Linked DNA regions of Mus musculus: regions 1, 2, 3, 4, 6 and 7 are each linked to region 5. The links are chromatin contacts, called in public Hi-C, HiCAR-type and promoter capture Hi-C maps. All regions are on one chromosome and are shown on one strand. The core of a region is the stretch at or near the end of the contact, and the rest is flanking DNA. Distances in the headings are between cores, read along the strand shown.

Region 1 (2,700 bases), core at 72-2,571, 580 kb before region 5:
TTATGTTTCAGTCAATATATCTGAAATAGGCCTTGATTTATGATCTTTTTTGTTCTGTTACTGTAAACAATTCATGGAGTAGTTGGAAGAGGAATTTGAGGAGACTTAAATTTGTTTTCCCAGGCCATAGTCACTTGCATTTGTCTCTAGAATAAGCTACTTCTGGTTCCTTTGGGGGTTAGAGCTGTGTTTTATGATGATGTTAATCCCAAAGATGGGAGGAGAAGTACCATAGACCCAAATCATCATGGCCAAATTAATTAAAGGAAGCAAATAATTACAGCAAGCTTTTTTATTCCTGTGTACTTGTGCTGCCTCCCCCGAAGGTAGGGTTTAAGAGGTGGATATTGGACATAGGTGAGATAAGGGATAGGGAATTTCCAAATGGTGCTTCGGGAAATATGCATGGTTTCAGGAACATCATGGCAAGGTGGTCATAGTGAGAGAGTCATAACAAGGCAGTCATAACAACTTATGAAAGAAAGTTAGAGTTGCAAGAAACAAAGCCCAAATTGCTGTACAGAATCATTCATTTATAATTAAGGTTGCAGGTAGGGCCTAGCCCAATCCATGAGAAACAGAGATTCAGTCATAAACAAGAATGAATCTATTTTGTCTTTTCTATACGGTGGTTTTCTAGCCTAAGATGGTTGCTGGCTGATTCATCATTACAAACATTCTGTCTCATTACTGAATCTCTGCAATTCCATTAAAGAATATCTTACATATTTAGGTTTTATATACTGCAGATTTTTCTTCAGATGTGGAAGAGTTTGCTTACATATGTATTTGCCTGTATACACTTACCTATGTATGTTTGTATTATACTACCACTTCCTCTCATGTCTCCTCTCTACACATACAGCTGATTTTAGCTGCTTTATGTAGGCGACTTTCCTTACAAACCACAAATAGAGACTTATCTAAGGACACTCTTTTTTTCTCTGTTGCACAATACCAATAGGTATTACTTATATTAACATAAGAGATTAAGATATTTCTAAAGATACTATAGAAAGCACAGCTACATTTGACAATATGATGTACAGTCTGTGATCTCATAATTCATTCAGAGGGAAAAATAAACACAAGACAAGAAAAGGAAAGCAATTCACAAAGTGAGCAGTTTAGAAGCCAGTTCTAACCACCTTTGTCCTTCCCCTAGATGTATGATGTGATGGATGTGCCAGTCTTTACTTAACAAAAGAAGGCTCTGACAAATGATTAATCACTGATAAGGAAATCATTTGGAAGTGAGACCTGAGATTGCCCCACGATGTTGTTCTACATTCTTGTCTCATTAGACAACCAAGGACAACAGGGCTTGGCTGACAAGTACATCACCTCCTTCCACCCAGAAAACCATAGTCAGATTCTGAACCTCATGTTGCCACACCCTCTGCAAAGGCCTTAAAGGTTTCCTTGCATGTTTTCTTCTCCTCCATTATCAAAATATCTGCTCTTTCCTCATGAGTCATTTTACATTGAAAGTATAATGTAAAAACAAAATTCTAGGCCTTTAGGCCCAGGCTTGGGAATGTGACCTCTATGACTTAATGCTCCAAGGTATGCTAATCATAAAACAGATAGCGACATTCCTCCACCCACCTGTTTCCTGGGTTCAAAGAGTGTTCATTCAAAGAAAGTCACCCTGACCATTGCCAGAACCTGCTATGCTAATGTGCTATTGTTAGGGGCTCTTAGAAACTCTCTTGAGAGATAACCTGCACAATTACCAGGTATTCCTTATGACTCTTGTGACTTTGCACTTCCTTGGGACTCTTAACTGGTATCTTTGGTATTTTCCAACAACGCCCTCCCCACTTCCTTGAGTTGTGGTTTCTTCCTTTAAATACTCCTTTACCCAGCTACTCAGGGCACCATGGTCCTCTACCCCTGCATGGTGTATGACCGTGGGCCTGAGAGCGCTCTTGAATAAAAAGAAAATCCTCTTGCAGTTTGCAGCAAGACTGTTGCTTGTGAGTGATTTGGGGTGTCACCTCTCCTGAGTCAGAACGTGGGGGAGTCCTCACGTTGTGGGTCTTTCAACATCTAATCCATTATGATAGAAGATGTTGGATATGAAGAAAAAGCATTTGAAATTCTTATTGCTCTTCTCAAGTTGTTTTCAACAGAAATATCTATATACTATTATCGTTTATCTGTGGTAGATAAAACAATGGGAGGAATCAGCTTGAGAAAACACATAAGACAAGGCAAGAGTAGAAGGTGAAGGACTGTGTTTAGGTGAGGGACTCTTGAAACACATAAAAACATTACTGTTTTATAAAGGTAAGCTGGTTATAAAGAGGAAAGGAATAAAAGGTTACAGGTAAAAGAAGACTTAAGTAAATATGTGATTCTTACATAGGAAAGGGGGTTTGGTGATGATCTAGGCAAGCAAACGTGCTGGGATAACTTGGGACCCAGGTTCAGAAGCAGTGAGGCAACTCTACCTCTCATGATGTCCACAGAGACTTTGAGATGTCTATTGCTCTCATTTAGTTTTTGTTTTTAAACATAGTCATCCCTAGTGAGATCCACAAAACAATGCTTATAATTTATTTGAGCTGAGCAGTTCACTGACTCTGATTCTCTATGCATTAATCAGTTATGGGTCTCTGTATTCTCACCCTCTACTGTAAAAAGAACCTTCTCCAATGAAGGCAAAAAATACACTAACTGTGAGGAGCGGGTGTG
Region 2 (2,700 bases), core at 163-2,662, 990 kb before region 5:
TGTAGATAGCTTCTTGATTAGGGATAAGGGTATTTTGTTTGTTTGTTTGAACTTACTGATGTCTGTAACTTCAGGAGGGAAGGACCAAGGCTCTGGGTTTCATTTGGCACTCTTTGTAAGGTGCTATCCTACTTTTATATAGCCTTTTCGCATTACAAAAATTTTATCAATACATATTTTTGTCCATTTTTATATATGTGGGATCCACATTGTGTAGTATAACATCCCAAAGTCAAAAATCCCTAGAAGCAGATTTTAAGAAGCCATTTCTACTTAAAACATCACTTTCATAGTCCTCATAAGCATCTGGTATGCACTACAACAACAGCAGCAGTCAAATGGGTGAGAAAATATAGACTACTTTGAAACATTTATTTCCAAGTCAAGGAGATTACAGCATGGGTGAAAGGAAGTGTCAATCAAAAGAAAAATGGATACATTATAAGGGAAATTTATGTTGTATTTAATGTAAATCTATTCACCCTTCTCTTCTGGGTGACAAAATAGAGCATGCTTGATATCGGATGACAGGACACAGGGGTGCTAACATTACACACTACAATGAAGAAGCTTGTGACCAGGCTCTAAAATACAGATCGAAAGAGAAGCCCAAACCTCAGGAGCAATGGCCACCACAGCAGCTGGGCAAAGAGTTCAAAGTTGCTAAGCACTGATTGTCTCTTTTATAGCATCCATCTTCAGAGGTGAAGTAAGAAACCGAGTCCTCTGTTGCCAGAGAAACAGAGGCTCTTGAACATTAAGGAGAAATGATAGCATGTCCCTCTTTTGTCTGTGTTTACAAACATGTTACAGAGTGAAATAATTTTTTTTCATGTTCTAAAACCAGGGTTTCGGCTAAGCTGCCTGAAACCCATCGTGGTGATGCTGAAGACTATATGCTCCTCCCTGTGCAGCACAGTCTTGCCTCTGGTCATCGTGGCTGAGAGCCCATGGAGGCTGGTCTGGCTTTGACCACACAAACTTGTTATGGATGTGGTGTTCTCATGGCACTGAGAGAACTGCACGGATCAGTCCAGCCTGGACCAGTGAGGAGAGATCAAGGAAGGGGCCATTGATCCCTGCTCTAATTGAAGTAATTTCACTTTCCACTTAAGCTACCCTTAAAGGTAAAATGATCCAAATTATCTTCTTTAGCTGCATCATGAGCAAACCATGCCTCCCCAGGGAGCTCCCCACCCTTTCAGATGATGCCCTGAGGGTTGACCCCCACTCTGTCATCCCTGTTTCTTCAGATTTCGTTTCTGTCCTCAAAACTGGGACATGATTTGTCATGTAGCTGTAACTATTAATAAAGTTTCAGGCTGGAGACAGTTTTCCTCCGTTTTAAAGAATAAAACAAAAGGGAAAGAAGCAAGCCGAAGAGGCCACACCCCGGCCTCTGCGCAGACTCGGTGTGCTCTGGTTCTTTGATTTGCTGTCAGACTTCCTGTCATTGTTACTTAGAAAGTCCCGGTGAAATGGACAGTAAAGCGTTTTAGTGCTGAATGTGGTGAGTTGCTCTCACTGGAAAGTGAATATTCTTTCCATTCTGTACTTGGTTGTCCTTCACCCCAGCCTTGGAGGGGCTCTACTCTATGAGGGACTGACACCCATTAGTATTGTCTCAATTCTGAGTCAATAGAGCACCATGTGTCATCCATTTCTATGTTTGAAGTGCTTCGTAATGAGATACAGCCTTGGCTGGGAAAACTGGTGCAGGTTCCTCATTTGCACGAGTTATTTAGTCAAACACTAAGGGATGAAATTGGAAAGAGCACTCCCCAGGGTAATCAACAGGTTTTTTATTTATCCTGGAGGCCACTAGGCAACAAAGACCAACTAGATCTGAGCTGTTTCTAAATAGGAAAGACAGTTCATGACTCTCTGCACGGAGATGTTATGGGCAAACCCTGGAGATTGCTGGTCAGCTGAATCAGATCTTCTCCCTCCATAAATAGAGCATAAATAGTCTTCCTTCACAGAAGCAGACTAAAATTGTAAATGGAACCAGTATATAGACTCGTAGGAACATAGTTAAAAAGTAAGGGTGTCTAACGACCTCTTCCCCAGCACTTACAAGAGCTTCTTTTGGGACTTTTCTGTAGCCTTCCATTTATGTGTCTGAGTGTTTTGCCTGCATTCATATATGTGCACCACATACATATTTGGCATTTGCAGAGATAAAAAGGAGGTATCAGAGTCCCTGGAACTAAAACTGTAGGGTGGTTGTGAGCCATCATGTTGGGGCGGGAATTAAATCCAGACTTCCTGCCAGGTGGCAAGGCTCTTAACAGCTAAGTCCTTTCTCCAGTTGCCATTCTTCCTTATCTTTCATTGAATAAATAAATCTGAATACACTAATCTACAATGTAGTATGTAGAGAAGACTGGGCTTGGGCTCATGTTCCAGTTCAAGAAAGAACATGTAATAAGAACGAATATATACATTGGGATCAGAACAGATATATACATTGGGATCAGTGTTTATGGTACAGATGTGCTGCATAAGGTGAGGGGATCATCCATAGGCCACCCACTGCTGGATAGAGCATCAGCAAAGAGCAAAGAGGAGGACCGAACCTCTCAGGGTTAGAGGGCTTTCATGGCAAAAAGTTTTGGAGAAAGTTCCCAACCATGAAGATGAGACAACTGAGGATCAACAGTTTCTTCTCAGTATGTGTGGCTCTCTGGGGGTGCGAGC
Region 3 (2,700 bases), core at 75-2,574, 740 kb before region 5:
TGACTAGAACCCCAGCACCCATCTTTTAATTAGTAGGTGTCATCCCAAATGCTTTGCCAGAATCACACCATTACCTGCTTGCCTGGAGGGATAGACTTCACGCTTTAAATTCTTGCCTCTGAATTCTGTAGTACAATGGTGATGTCTAGCCCATGACTTGGGGCTTTAATATTTTAATTTCTCGCCTCAAACTGTGGGACCCTCCCTGGTCTCCTAGTGCTCCCTCTGTTTTAGTTAGCTTGACATTTAGAATCTGTTATGTCAGAATTTCAAGCTGTCCACTGATATTAAAGTCCACTGTAGCGCATTCAGTTGATCACGAGGTTTTGAGACTCAGCTGTTAGAAACCAATAAACAAATGAGCATAAACGGTCACAGATACGTTTGAGACACCAATTAGGATATGAGGTGGACAATCTCAGGTTCCCCCAGTCAGGGAGCCCATTCAGACTCTCTAGGATCCCCTCTAATGCCCAGATTACAGATGCCATTTGTTTTGTCTAGTGGGAGTTAATGAAGACTCGGGCTCTGATCAAGCAAAACATTTTCCTCCATATGCTTCCTTGCCAGAAAGGGGCATGGCATCCCTTTAGGATGAACCTAAGCTTCCCAGGAGAATCCCCTGCATGGGCTCCCTTTAACGGAGGCCAGAGCAGAGGCTCACACATTTGGGAAATGTACTACTTCCAGAGCCTATCTGGATTTTGTTTTCTGGTTCTAATTAAAGATTGGGGAAAATTAGAAAGAGAGATTTTGGTTATTAAAGAAGACCTGGTTATTTGGGGCCATATTCATAAGGCATACTGTCCTGGATGTCACTCTATAGACCATGGTGGCCTCAAATTCACAAAGATCACCCTGCTTCTCCTGAGTGTTGAAATTCAAAGTGTGCACCACAAAGCCTGGCTTTTAAAAAATATTTATTTTTATTTTATGTGCCTTGATGTTTGACTTGAACATTTGTCTGTGTAAGGGTATTAGGTTATGTGGAACTGAAGTCACAGGCAGTGGTGAGCTTTCATGTGGGTGCTGAGAACTGAATGGGGCTCCTTTGGAAGAACATCCAATGTTCTTAATCACTGAGCCACCTCTCAAGTCCATGGAGGACTTGTCTTTTAGCACAGGTTGTTGGAAACAATGTTCTCATTTCCTGCAGGAATGACAGGCATTCTAAACAGGTTACTGTAGAGAATGGGCTGGCTTCCAGGGCTGGCTGTCAAGACTATAGGTCAGGATTCTATTTTTATATACTTCTAGACATTTTCCATAATCCTATTCAGTCCCTCATGTTTGTGTAACAGAGAGAGAGAGGGAGACACAGAGAGACACAGAGGGACACAGAGAGACACAGAGAGATACACAGAGAGCTTATGTGCTTATACACATAAACAAGGAAGGGATACACGGAAAGGGAGAGAATGATTGGGATGGAAAAAGAGAAGGGTAGGAGAGAAAAGGGAGGAACAGGAAGAAGAAAGCGGGGGAGAAGAGGAGGAGTAAAGGAAGAGGGGAAAGAGGAGTGAAGGAAGGGAACAGGGCTAAGGAAATAGAAAAGAAAGTCAGGTTTTTCTGGAGGCCTTTACAGGGGAAACACCTCCATGCATTTATTTGGCTTGTGTTGCTTTTGCCAACCCATTGCCAATCTGTTGCCAGCCCGCTGCCAGTCCAGTGTCAATTAAGGGTAGGGCCTGAAACCTAGAGAAGGCTAACTGAAGAAGGAAGAGAAGCCGTCTTAACATTTTGTCTTTCTCAACAAGTTTTTTTTTTCCTTGCACATGTTCAGTGATTTAAACTTTAAAAATCTGTCCCAAGCACCTGGAACAGTTTTGGGTAGGAAAAGACGCCATGGCCAGTGTTCCATTTTCAGAGGAAGCCCCCCAGCACTGTCACACATGGAAGCATTTCAATGTCTAAACATAGCTGCATGTTATTATTTACACATGGTGTGGCCCAGGGGGACGCTGTGCACACAGATTTTCTTGTGAAACAATCGATGTTGCTTCAGGCTTCTGAAGTTCATCCACATTGACTTTGCTGCCACAAAGTTAGCAGAGGGGAATAAACACTGTAAATAATCAAAGCCTTTGCAAAATGCTCTGGTACATTGAAGACCCATTGTTAAGTGTTTCTCTCTCTTTTTTTTTTTTCCACACTAATTATAAGGACTACAGGTGAGCTTCAGTGGTATATGTTTAGGTGTTTTCTTTAAAAAGTAATAAACATACTAAGAAATGAGAATTTTGTATTCATTAAAAAATAAACAGCTATTGAGCAATGCAGTGACTAAAACATATTGTTAATATCCAAACTTCAACACTATTTCTTCTGCTTTTAACTCACAAAAACACAAATTATCATTGAGAAAGGCCAGAAAAAATCATTTTAAATCTGCATATAAATTTACAATTTAAAGATAAATAAAAGTGGGTCTTATTTGAAGGGGGTTAATCTCCACTGTGAACAATAAAGTGCATACATCATGATATTAAGGTGTTTAAGCTGTATACACCCACCAAAATTACTTCCAAGCCAACCGTAATTTGAAGGGCCAAATATTTGTCTTTTCTTCCCTCCTCACGGATGTGTACATTCATGATATACATAAAACAGATGGAAATGGAAAAATCAATGCTGAGTTCTCAGCAATGTCTCATCTCCAAAAGTCCCCAAAGTCTGATACCAGATTGGGCTAGTTATTAT
Region 4 (2,756 bases), core at 247-2,746, 620 kb before region 5:
GATGTAGTTTACGTTGTCAAGGATGCTTCACCACATGTACTGTACTTCATGTCCACAAGTGCATATATTTTAAATCGCACTAAAATCTGTTGGCCAGGCCATTACTATTACCTTCATTCTAAACCATGAAAGGACAGCAACAAAGTGCATTGAATAGAAATGTCTGGAATTCACTTACTTTGTTTATGTCATAGTGTGTCTGTTTCATGTAATCATTAGTGCAACGCTTTAGTGTTTTAAGATGAATAAAATTCACAAATAGCTTAAAGTAGGCAAGCAGTACACACAGGCAAAAAACCCTCTAAACACATTAAAACACCAGATTTAGCAATGGATCAAAAAAGTAACATGTCTTGAGCAAGCTGGGTTTATCGCAAAGTAGTTTCCTGTTAGGAAAAAAAAACATTTTTCAAAAAAAGTATTGAGTAAATTTAAAATATAACTATAAAATTTATTTTAGTCTTACTTAAAATTACAATAAAATTCTAGAATCCATAAAAGGATAGCCAATAAACACTGGTCTAAAGTATATGAATAAAATTATACATTTTTGGAAGAAAGTAAACTTAATAAAAGTTAAGGGATGCACAGTCTTATGAAAATTTAACGATGAGAAAAAGGGGAAATTCATGAATTCACTGTTATTCCCCTCAAAACCCAGAAAGGTGTTAGGTGTAACTAGATTCCAGTGTTTTATGGATTTCTAAGTAACAGCAAGAGGTAGAGAGTTATGTCCTATAATATAATGGCAAATATTAAAAGAGAGCCACCCAGAACAAAATACAGAGCCCCAAATCATGCATAGGAGTTTATAATCAACAAGGAGCAGATGTTGCCAGAGAGATGGGGGCTTGGTGTGAATTGATTTGAAAAAGGAACAGCATCTCTAGAATGTGCTCTACTGACTCAAAAACAAAAACGCATCTCCTTTTTTTGTTGTTTTGTTTTTTTGAGACAGGGTTTCTCTGTGTAGCCCTGGCTATCCAGAACTCACTCTGTAGACCAGGCTGGCCTTGAACTCAGAAATCTGCCTGCCTCTGCCTCCCAAGTGCTGGGATTAAAGGCAAGAGCCACCACCGCCCGGCAGAAAACACATCTCCTAAATATTTTAAAGTATTTTCTTCCACATTTAAAGATTTAATCTATGAATAATATGTAGGGAACTTTCTTCATGACTTCAAAGAAAAATTTCATCCACAAGATATAAATATCATACTGAAAAATACTGACTTAATTATATCAAATTGAAAACCAAATACATCAAATGATACCACAAAAGAAAATTAAGCATCAGACCACACATGGTGGGAGGATATTTTCATAGAGATTAGTATGCAAAGTGCATAAATAATTGTCAAAAATCTGCATTGAAAGTGATAAGCTCTTGTGGTCAGAAGTGAAGCTATGAAAGAGTAACAGAAAGTACAAGGCACTCAGCCACAGTCATCAAGGGAGCAGCACGGCACACTGGGAGGCTTGAGCGTTAACTATCACATCCTGTGGGACTCAGACCACTGTGCAGCCTATTCCAGGGACAGCAATATCATATTACTTAGTAGATGTGAGAACACATGGAGAGGGGGATGGGGAGGGGAGAGGGAAGGGAAGGGGAGGGGTGAGGGGAGGGGTGAGGGTAAGGGAGAGGGGTGAGGGGAGAGGGGAGAGGGGAGAGGGGAGAGGGGAGAGGGGAGAGGGGAGAGGGGAGAGGGGAGAGGGGAGAGGGGAGAGAATACTCCACCCTACAGAGAAACTGCTTAACAACTCACGGTCTCCTTTTCCCAGGAAATAAGCTCACAACCATTGATACCATGAAAACAGTGGAAACAACAGGCATATCCATAGTTGGTCAACTGGAGAAATCAAGCATGATTTTCTTTATGATCAAATACTCTATCTCAATGAAAATGAGCGAAATTTAGGTATATACATAAAATGAAAACAAAATATTCTGTAAAAAAAATAACATTTCAGAAAAGTAGTATAGAGAATAGTAAAATTTATGAAAAAGCCCTTCTCCAACAAATTCTAAATTAAAACATAATTATTTAAAAACAGATTTTAAAATCTAAAGTAAAAGTAATATTCAGTAACAGCTGTTTCTTGGTAAAAGAACAAATATATTCAATAGATTATGGGTCCATGGTGCATAGAGGGCAACCAAGTCTAATAGTATCATTCAGGTCAGTAGTACATTGGGAACTCTTTTTTTTTAACCTGGGATATGCAGTTTATGGCATATATGTACTTATACCCTTGTATGTATACTGATATGTATATTATTTACATGAACTCTCTGGTATATTGCTATAGTTTAAACCTATCTCAAAATTCCGACACTGCTAATATAATCATATTAAGATATGGGGCCTTTAGGGGCTATTAGGTCATGGGAGTCCTTTAGGAAAGAAGTAGCTTCCCTTTCTTAAAGGACTCAGCAGAGGGACTTTATCCTTTTTGCCTTGTGCCCTATGAGGACTCAGCTTTCTTCCCTGCAGAGCGTGTGGCATCAGATGCCGTCTCAAAAGCAACGCAGACTTCACTGTACGATGGAACTAACTGGCACCTTGACTATTGATTTCAGGCTTCAGAACTATGGCAAGTATGTTTCAGTCCTATATAGATGCCTAATCTGTGCTTTGTATTAGAGAAATATGGAATGGAGTAAGATGTAGATATTGTATATGTTTCCCTGTGTGTATGTTTCATAATGAAATAGAATAAAATAAAACCAACTGTGATTGTGAAGCAAATAGGAG
Region 5 (2,700 bases), core at 165-2,664:
AAAATTTTATCATTCTTATTTATAGTATCAAATAAGGGAGAACTAAATTTTACTAAAATTAAGACATAATTTTTTTAAAGGGGATATAAATTTGTAGAGAGAGCCACAGATACAGGGAGATGTAAAGACACACGGGTGGATGAATGTCCACTTCACCAGATAAGATATACATGATAGACGGAGGGATATGTGGGGGAAGTCGTCTTAATTTGCTTCCTGCATAAAATTGCACAGATCTCCCCAAAGACAATCTCCCCAGCCTATGGTAAACAACTCAAGAGTATCCAGGAAAGTCTCCTTCCAAGTCGGTCTCTCAAGTTCCCACCACTCATCCACGAATTGTTTTAAATAAATAAATAAACCGCGAAGTCTGTCGATTCAATTCTGGACCACCAGCGTCCTCTGTTGGTCACCTATAGGAGGAGCGTGCAGACTTTGGAGAGACTCGTACAAAAGAACTCAATAGCTGCGCTATTGCGCCTGGATTTCAAGTCAGAATGAACGGATTAGCAAGAACTCCAGTCTGCACTGGAGCACATCAGAAGTTGGTATAGGGGTCCAACGATGACTAAAACTCGTTGTGAACAGTATTCATTTTAAGGGCTGCTTGGCTACTAATCATGCATGCTTCAGTGTCTCAGTAGTTATTTTAACGCAGATGCGTCCGCTAAAAAGATTCTCCCAAACAAGAACTAGAGGAACTTCTCATCTTTAAAAAGAAAAAAACTGTCCTCACTCCTATCTGGGAAAGTGCAACGACGTATTTGAGTATTTTGAGTCCCTACCTCCTTGAAAAGCAAATCCTTTGCGCCCATAGCTGTCAGCGTGAGGTTGTGCGGTGCTGAGACTCTGGGAGCTAAAGTGGCCCGTGGTGCAGATTTAAACCTCGAGCTCTAAGGTTCTCCAGACCTCAAAGTGATCTGCGCGTTCTCGCTGGGAAATGCCTAATACAGCATACCCTACACGAGGAATTCCATTGCGGGAACTTTACAAAGTACACAGGCGCTGAATGGGTCCGGGCCAGCTTCCCAAACATAAACCATCCCTGGAAAGGCCAGCTTAGCCAGCCATCCAGGGGGAGGGGCTATAGGGTCCGGGACGCCAAATTGGCTGGGAGTCATTGAAGGAAGAGAAGACCAGAGTCCCTGGAGTGGCTGGGACTCTAGAGACGCAAGGTGGCCTGGAGCGCCTGTGGTTACCCGTGAAGAGGTGGCCCTGATACAGGGCGTGCGCACAGAGAGCAGGTGCCCGGTGAAGACGCGCGCAGCGCGCCCCCGTCCTCGTTCCCGCTTCGTCGGGAGGCGCGGGCCCCGGAGCGGAGCCTGCGCCGGCCCACCCCCCACCCTCGCCGTTCCGGGGCGTGTCCTCCGCCACCCCGGCTTCTATATATCGGCCTGCGCGCCCGGGCTGCCCAGATGCGAGCTTAGAGCGGCGACTGGGCGCTGAGGACCTGCTTGCTCGCTGCTCCCATCCCGCCGCCTCATCCCGCCGCCTCATCCCGCGTGCTCCACTCCGCTCCCCTCCACCGAGCCGTCCACCCGGCGCCATGCATCCCGCGCGCCCCGCGCTCTGGGCGGCTGCGCTCACTGCCCTCACTCTGCTCCGCGGACCGCCGGTGGCGCGAGCTGGCGCGGGCGCGGTGGGCGCGGGCCCCGTGGTGCGCTGCGAACCGTGCGACGCGCGTGCGCTGTCCCAGTGCGCGCCTCCGCCCACCGCGCCCGCGTGCACGGAGCTGGTGCGAGAGCCCGGCTGCGGCTGCTGCCTGACTTGCGCGCTGCGCGAAGGCGACGCGTGCGGCGTCTACACGGAGCGCTGTGGCACCGGCCTCCGCTGCCAGCCGCGGCCCGCGGAGCAGTACCCGCTGAGGGCGCTGCTGAATGGCCGCGGGTTCTGCGCCAACGCCAGCGCTGCAGGCAGCCTAAGCACCTACCTCCCCTCCCAACCTGCTCCAGGTAAGCTGTCCCTGCCACGTGCGCCACGCGCAACTCCCTGGGACCCGACGAGGGTGGCAGGGAGTGTATCTTCAGATGTTTGTCTTGGCTCATATTGAAGGTTGGAAAATGGACCCTGGGAGGCGGAGTGAGGCACTGAACCCATTTTTCCTCTTGCTTGGTTCTCAAAGTACAGCTTTTCTTATAAGTTGCAAAATGCGCTCTGTGAAAATAGGTAGAATTCAGTGCCAGGACGAGCGGGTAGCAAGGGAGACTGCCAGTGGACAGATCCCAGTCACTGGAGAGTCTCCTCGCTGAGCGGGGATACCCAGGTTTAGGTCTGTGTAACCCAGCTGTTGACCTGGGTTTTCATTCCTCATAAATTGGGAAGGAGCGCGTCTATCCCAGGGAAGCTTGAGTGTAGGAATCCCGGGTTGGATCCGGACCATGAAGGTATTTGCAGGCAGCCACGCTGTTGGAAACAGTACCTGTCTTGAAACATCCTATCATTTGCACGGGCTAATTGGCAACGCAGGATTGTGTCCCAATTTATCCAAAAACTAACGAGATGAAATTAAGAGCACTGGTGTCTTTGAAACTGTGAAACCTAAAGTTCAAAACTGCTCAGTGTCACCAGGAGCTGCAAAAAGGTTTGAGCCCGGTTCGGGCCCCATAGGCGCCATCCTATGCTCTGCAGCAGCGCCTTCCAGATTCAGAGACTGCATTTGGTGCAGAGGATGCAGACTCAGGCCGGTTCCCTGCCAAAGCA
Region 6 (2,700 bases), core at 100-2,599, 860 kb before region 5:
TCTCATTTGAAGCTAGGGAGGGCTATAGAAGGCTCAGAGGCCTGGGCACAGCTAGCAGCCTAAAGACAAGACAATGTCTTGGGGTTCATACTGGTTTGAGATGGAGAGCCTGAGCAATGGTCCAGAAGAGGCAAACCCTGAGGAAATCAGCTGAAGTTATCATGTTTGCATGCTACATTTATATAGCCATTTCTATAAAGACCTGGTGGAATAGCCAGGCCCTATTCTCTGTACTTGGACCTGGGCAGAGTAATAAATCTCAGTTCTCCAATCTTCAGCTGATACTATCTTATAGAGAGATAGGCAGGAACGCCGAATGTCATTTTCCTGGTAGGGAAAATACAGCTAACTTCAGGATCAGCCAGACCTTAATGGCTCCCAGGTAGTGCTTTTGACCTTTCTTTTAACTTCTAATTCCTGTAGATTGGGAGCAACACAGAAAGATCAGTGCTTGATGTTTTGTCACATGTACAAGGCTCCATCTTTACTGGAGAACTGGTCTTCTGTGTTCCATCCCTTGTGTAATGAAATCACCCTCCTTCTGCATGGCCTTCCTGCAGACTCTAGTGATCAGTACCCCTTTCCTTGGTCTCCACTCCTTGCCAGACTCTAGCCCCCACTCACCTGTCTTCTGTAGACACATGTGGCACCTCCTTACTCTCCATCCCCCTATCTGAGCTGTGTACATTTAGTTGACAGGGGCTGCCTGGGGTTCAGGAAGTAAGGTCTTACCTTGAGCCAACACTTCAGGAGTGAATCTTCTCTACAGCCCTGGGCTTTCATGGCTAATGGCTCACATCTCTTTCAAGGTAAACTGAATGAACTACAATTTCTGTTACTCATGCCAGGTTAGCCATAAAACACAGTGATGAGACATTGCTAACTTTCTCCTGCTTTAGTGTGGGTCAGCTAAATATCAGGGAATTAAAACTCATTCCAGAGGAGTTTTGCCCTTTCCTGGGAGGAAGAAATGCTACGAGTGAGAGGAGCAAAGGGACTAGGTAATCCTTGCTGATTCTCCATACTCTGCTACTAACAGCTCAGACCCTTGCTGTCTGTTCTTTCTACCTGGCTGCTCAAGCCCATTGACCCAAAGGGTGGAAGAAGAAGGTCCACTTATGAAGACTGCTGTGCCATTTAGCTGCGATTTAACGGAATTTGCAATCCTTTATTGTTGACTTTGTTCCAGGGAGTTGAGCATGACCCTGTGCGAATTGTGTGAAGGATCACCCCCCAGTTTCTGTTCCAATGGCTCACTCTGTGGGAAGGCAGTGCAGACACATAGTAATTATTGGAAACTGATGACTGAACGGCTGATGACACAGGATCCTAGCATCCTGTCTTCCTTTGGGTGTCAGGCTGAGGGGGCGGCTGCTTCCTGTACTTGGGGTTTCTGCAATGCCTCAGGGCTTCCCTGTCTACTCATTCAGCTTCCAACATCTGTGTAACCAATTTCCTTTGTTAAATCCCCTTTGCTTAATTGCCTGCCTGGTGTGCTTTTAGATGTGTCAGCAAGTAAGGAAGTCAGAGAGAGGGAGGAAAGGGGCAGAGTGGCTTAACTGGTCACGTTCACTCCAGGACTTTAAGTTTGTTGAAACAATGAGCTCAGAAGCCCCCAAATGATCATTTTTAATGCTGTCTGGAACACCTGGAACAAAGAACATATGGATTTTTTCCTGTTCATAGATCACTCGCTTGTAATACTAGAATTTCTACCAAGCAAAGCTGCATCCGATTCTCTGTGGAACACTGGTCAGTACACTGTAAATGTTCCACTCTGGCATATTTTGTCTAAAGGTCTCAGTCCTATTAGACTGCCCTTATTCAGATTCCAGTCATGTCTGGCATGCAGAGCTTATGAAGATGAACTAGTTACAGATGGAGAGTCCTTTGACCTCCAACCCAACCTTGATTAATTGGCAACATAATTTTTATAGACGTTCTTTTACTTTGGGTTTACTGGTTTATCTTAAAGGCTATCACTGCTAAAGATACAATTGATGGATAACATATATAAATACTCAGCAAGGAGAACAGAGGTTCCATGCACACCCTCTGGGCCTGCTCCCCTCAATGTGTGGACTAGCTAAAGTGAAAGGTTTCCGAAGCTCATGGGAACCCTGTCTTATTGGATGTCATTGATGTCTTGTTGGATTAAAAATCTCACTTCTCCAATCAAGTCTTTGTGCTTATGGTAAGCCACTAATCAGAAATCTAGCTCAATTTATTTAGGACAAAATATCTTGTTCTTCCACCCCCACTCTGCAAATTTTATATGACCTCAAACATATAAGCAGATAAAATAGGCATGTAGACCCAATGTGTTTACTGATTAAAAGCCCTAAATGTATTTATGATGAAAGCAAATTTGCATAGAAAATGAAACAGATATATTTGTTTTCAGAGAAATAATTAAATTCCATTGGGTATTTAATATTGTAGGACAGATAGCATCTTCAGTATATTTCCAAGGCTGATCAATATTTTGATTTACAATGATTAGAGTGGAGGCTGCCACCTATCATAACTATGCAAATTGGCAGAAGTCTAATGAGGGTTGTTTCAGATAATATTCAGAATTTGGTCCTACTCTCAATCTAAAATGCATTCAGCAATTTTTTAAAAATTGAAATTCAAGCCAGCAAGTGAAGCAATTTGTAGCATCAAATGTTCTAGTATAATCCAGTCTAAAGATTTGAT
Region 7 (2,773 bases), core at 138-2,637, 760 kb before region 5:
AAAAACCCCTAAATGCCCCAGCTACTCCCACCCTGCCTCTGAATACATCTGTGATACTCTATGTACCTAAATGTGTGATTGAAAACAGGAGCAAAGAGGAGGACTGTGTAAGCAGGAGCCTGTGCCTGCCAGTGTTCATACTGGTTTACGATTACTACACACAGTGAAGTGTTGTGGCATTCTTGGTTTTAGAAAATGTCTCTGCTTCATTTGTGGCTTCAGCAGGCCATCACTGCCCCGGTGCATGCTGAAAGCTACACTCTACTTTTTTAAAACATGATCTGAGTAAGTTTTGATTCTTCCTGTCTTTGTAGTCATTATTTGGAGAGACTTCATCATTTGTCCTTAATCTCACATAATTTAAATGTTAACGGACAAGTGACCATGTTGTGTCTGTGAGGAACCTGAATACCTTTTTGGCTGAGCCAGGTGAGACACAGCACCTCACACAGTGAGTGTGGAGCAGGGTTCCTGCTGACAGACAGGCAGTAGGAACTATGGAAGCCTGGGCTGGAAAGGCTCAGAAAGCTGTAGGCACAGAGGGACTGTGACAGGGTTAGAGGTGGCTTTCTCTGTGTAGTGCTCCTACAGAGCTGGCTGTGGAACCCTATGAGGCAGGGCCCCTTGGATTTTAACCCAGAATACTGTGGGTCTTTTAGCTAGTTTTAATGGGAGGCTTGCTTCTGGGGAGAGATAACTGAGCCCACTGTTGTGATTGGCTTCCCATCACGGGGTGCTGTTCTAGTTCCATCCTTTAGGGTGTTCAAAGCCCCCAGGGGCCTGTTTTAGCAGCCCCATAATACTGTGTCACAACTGTTATCATCTGTCTTGTATTTTTCTCATAAAGTTTATAACTAGCCCATCCATGAGTGTAGCATGTGTAGCCCTGTCATTCATGTGCCCACTCCCAATTCTGTACCTGACATCTTTAATTTTGTGTCTCAGAAGCACCACCTTCCCCTATTTACTCTAGTTCTCATAAAAGGAGCCACAAAACAGTCAAAAGCCTTTTGTTATTGTAAAGTGAAGACAGAGAAAATGAAAAGTAAAACAAACTCCCAAACTAACCCTGAGTGTGGAGATCAATAACATCATACAAAAATCACCCCTGATTTGCTGGCATCAGTCATTCTTCTGGAGCCTCAGCAGTCCTTCCCCTACGTGGATTCTGCCCCAGAAGCTCAGTTGTGCTTGTACATGGCTCTCCTTTACTTGAATAACAAAGGATGTGTTATTCTGTGTGTGCAATCTTTTATTTACTATTATACCGACGAGGCCTGTCTAAATTATTCCACATCCGAACAGCTTGTTCCCTCGCTCAGTGCTGGGGACTCTCCCTTTGTCTGAGTATACCACAATGCATTCCCTCCCTCTATAAATGTCTGTAGGCATCTGGGTTGTTTCTGAAGTCGGGCTCTTACAAATAGCGCTTTAATTAGCATTCATTTATGTGTCTCTTGATGCAGATGCGATGTGTTTTTCTTGGGCACGTGCCTACCGGAAGTGGAGTTTCTGGGTCTTAGGAAAGGTTTACTTCTAAATTTAGTAGTGATTGCCAAACTCCTTTCTAAAGACACTGTGCTAATTCTCATCCCCCTCAAAGTTTATCACCCTCTTAAAAACCAGTTTTTCTCTATTTGATGTTCTTTCACTGCCTATAATTTATAATGTGGAAATTTTCAATTGTAGGCTCACATTTTAAGAGTTGCAAAGAAATTCCCAAGGTAGTTGTAGATTTTTTTTTTATTAAATTAACTTTAGAAGTTTAACATGTGCAATATATTTACATATCCTCTCTCAAATTCATGAATCTTCTTTTTTCTCTAGCACACACACATACGTGTGTGTACATATATCTTTTAGTTCTGTGTTGTTGAGATTCCCATGGGTGCAGCCTCCCCCTCATCCTTTTCTTCTGTCTGTAGGGAGCTTAAATTCAAGGCGATAATTTTCTAGGCGATAACTATGTCTTTGTGCTTAAGCTGCTTTGATTTTCTGAGCTGGAATTTATTACTGTTGTTTTCCATATAACTGAGAGTACCCGTGAGAAATAATTTTAAGGATATTCTGTGTATTTAATAATGAGGCATTTTTCTTTGTGAGACTTTGCTCATTTTGTTTGGACAAAGTTCTTATGGTCTCAGATGATGCCATTCTCTGCTCTTCTACTTTCATTCATACAATACTAATTAAACATGTGGTTTTGTTTGACTTTTATTTGCATACTTTTTCTCACCTGCCTACTCTTTCTTCTACAAGAGAAACTCAAACTGTGGGGAAAACAACTATAAGGTTTTCTTTTTCAGATTTGTTCTCCCTTGTTTGGTTGGTTTTTTTTTTTTTTTTTTTGTTTTTTGTTTTTTGTTTTTTCTTATACAGTTATGTCTGCTATGGAAAATTAATAAAATCTTGAAGAAAGTTGATCTTAAAACCTGTGGTGGTTTGAAAATGCTTGGCCCATAGAGAAAGAAATTAGAGAAACAACACACTTTACAATGGCCATAAAGAATATAAAATATCTTGGTGTAACTCTAACCAAGCAAGTGAAAGATCTGTATGACAAGAACTTCAAGTCTCTGAAGAAAGAAATTGAGGAAGATATCATAAGATAGAAAGATCTTTCATACTCATGGATTGCTAGGATTAGCATAGTGAAAATGGCCATCTTACTAAAAGCAATTTACAGATTCAGTGCAATCCCCATCAAAATTCCTTAGACCTTGAAAGAGCAATTCTAAGCTTCATTTGGAAAAACAAAAAGCATAGTATAGCC

The links. Promoter capture Hi-C pulls out the DNA fragments that hold promoters and counts their contacts. Hi-C and Micro-C count contacts between places; a contact is called where the count stands out from the background. HiCAR-type assays count read pairs that join an accessible place to other places.
Region 1: a contact with region 5 is called in a promoter capture Hi-C map of the 3T3-L1 cell line, with 19 times the contacts expected there. The contact joins the enhancer-like site here to the promoter of Igfbp3 in region 5. A contact is called at or near these places in 15 of 39 promoter capture datasets (the 3T3-L1 cell line, 3T3-L1-derived adipocytes, the HPC-7 cell line and 7 more), 1 of 15 datasets of contacts at CTCF or cohesin (stem cell-derived epiblast-like cells), 3 of 484 Hi-C or Micro-C datasets (3T3-L1-derived adipocytes, epidermal suprabasal cells and urothelial organoids), 3 of 115 datasets of contacts at active chromatin or transcription factors (embryonic forebrain, kidney and pancreatic cancer cells) and 1 of 9 other capture datasets (adipose tissue).
Region 2: a contact with region 5 is called in a HiCAR-type map of fibro-adipogenic progenitors, with 18 times the contacts expected there. The contact joins the enhancer-like site here to the promoter of Igfbp3 in region 5. A contact is called at or near these places in 9 of 39 promoter capture datasets (cranial neural crest, embryonic stem cells, epiblast stem cells and 4 more), 5 of 115 datasets of contacts at active chromatin or transcription factors (embryonic forebrain, embryonic stem cells, fibro-adipogenic progenitors and 2 more) and 1 of 9 other capture datasets (liver).
Region 3: a contact with region 5 is called in a promoter capture Hi-C map of second pharyngeal arch cranial neural crest, with 9 times the contacts expected there. The contact joins the enhancer-like site here to the promoter of Igfbp3 in region 5. A contact is called at or near these places in 13 of 39 promoter capture datasets (the HPC-7 cell line, cranial neural crest, embryonic stem cells and 6 more), 1 of 15 datasets of contacts at CTCF or cohesin (embryonic stem cells), 1 of 484 Hi-C or Micro-C datasets (3T3-L1-derived adipocytes) and 5 of 115 datasets of contacts at active chromatin or transcription factors (embryonic forebrain, embryonic stem cells, forebrain and 1 more).
Region 4: a promoter capture Hi-C map of second pharyngeal arch cranial neural crest shows a contact between it and region 5, with 11 times the contacts expected there. The contact joins the enhancer-like site here to the promoter of Igfbp3 in region 5. A contact is called at or near these places in 14 of 39 promoter capture datasets (the 3T3-L1 cell line, 3T3-L1-derived adipocytes, the HPC-7 cell line and 8 more), 1 of 484 Hi-C or Micro-C datasets (the 3T3-L1 cell line) and 3 of 115 datasets of contacts at active chromatin or transcription factors (cardiomyocytes, fibro-adipogenic progenitors and kidney).
Region 6: a promoter capture Hi-C map of embryonic stem cells shows a contact between it and region 5, with 10 times the contacts expected there. The contact joins the enhancer-like site here to the promoter of Igfbp3 in region 5. A contact is called at or near these places in 8 of 39 promoter capture datasets (the C10 cell line, cranial neural crest, embryonic stem cells and 3 more), 3 of 484 Hi-C or Micro-C datasets (embryonic fibroblasts and uterus) and 3 of 115 datasets of contacts at active chromatin or transcription factors (embryonic forebrain, embryonic stem cells and forebrain).
Region 7: a contact with region 5 is called in a Hi-C map of uterus, with 6 times the contacts expected there. The contact joins the enhancer-like site here to the promoter of Igfbp3 in region 5. A contact is called at or near these places in 11 of 39 promoter capture datasets (3T3-L1-derived adipocytes, embryonic stem cells, hippocampal neurons and 4 more), 2 of 15 datasets of contacts at CTCF or cohesin (the NIH/3T3 cell line and stem cell-derived epiblast-like cells), 4 of 484 Hi-C or Micro-C datasets (embryonic stem cells and uterus) and 4 of 115 datasets of contacts at active chromatin or transcription factors (embryonic stem cells and stem cell-derived neural progenitor cells).

What each region holds. Positions count from the first base shown.
Region 1 is chr11:7,793,047-7,795,746 of GRCm38.p6, reverse strand. No RefSeq gene overlaps it. Among named protein-coding and RNA genes, the nearest start is that of n-TDgtc10, 75 kb to the left of the region's middle. Within about 2 kb of position 1,321, at least 13 of the 459 cell types and tissues checked have an H3K27ac peak or open chromatin away from gene starts, as enhancers often do. A contact at or near this core is called in pancreatic cancer cells, where this site is marked.
Region 2 is chr11:8,198,198-8,200,897 of GRCm38.p6, reverse strand. No RefSeq gene overlaps it. Among named protein-coding and RNA genes, the nearest start is that of Gm27393, 310 kb to the right of the region's middle. Within about 2 kb of position 1,412, at least 8 of the 459 cell types and tissues checked have an H3K27ac peak or open chromatin away from gene starts, as enhancers often do. A contact at or near this core is called in fibro-adipogenic progenitors, where this site is marked.
Region 3 is chr11:7,948,620-7,951,319 of GRCm38.p6, reverse strand. No RefSeq gene overlaps it. Among named protein-coding and RNA genes, the nearest start is that of Gm27393, 63 kb to the right of the region's middle. Within about 2 kb of position 1,324, at least 9 of the 459 cell types and tissues checked have an H3K27ac peak or open chromatin away from gene starts, as enhancers often do. A contact at or near this core is called in second pharyngeal arch cranial neural crest, where this site is marked.
Region 4 is chr11:7,833,106-7,835,861 of GRCm38.p6, reverse strand. No RefSeq gene overlaps it. Among named protein-coding and RNA genes, the nearest start is that of n-TDgtc10, 35 kb to the left of the region's middle. Within about 2 kb of position 1,496, at least 3 of the 459 cell types and tissues checked have an H3K27ac peak or open chromatin away from gene starts, as enhancers often do. A contact at or near this core is called in second pharyngeal arch cranial neural crest, where this site is marked.
Region 5 is chr11:7,212,637-7,215,336 of GRCm38.p6, reverse strand. It overlaps Igfbp3 (insulin-like growth factor binding protein 3), which reads left to right and starts at 1,414. Exons shown (of 5, transcript NM_008343.2): 1 at 1,414-1,952. The coding sequence starts at 1,547.
Region 6 is chr11:8,067,785-8,070,484 of GRCm38.p6, reverse strand. No RefSeq gene overlaps it. Among named protein-coding and RNA genes, the nearest start is that of Gm27393, 180 kb to the right of the region's middle. Within about 2 kb of position 1,349, at least 27 of the 459 cell types and tissues checked have an H3K27ac peak or open chromatin away from gene starts, as enhancers often do.
Region 7 is chr11:7,974,720-7,977,492 of GRCm38.p6, reverse strand. No RefSeq gene overlaps it. Among named protein-coding and RNA genes, the nearest start is that of Gm27393, 90 kb to the right of the region's middle. Within about 2 kb of position 1,387, at least 8 of the 459 cell types and tissues checked have an H3K27ac peak or open chromatin away from gene starts, as enhancers often do. A contact at or near this core is called in second pharyngeal arch cranial neural crest and uterus, where this site is marked.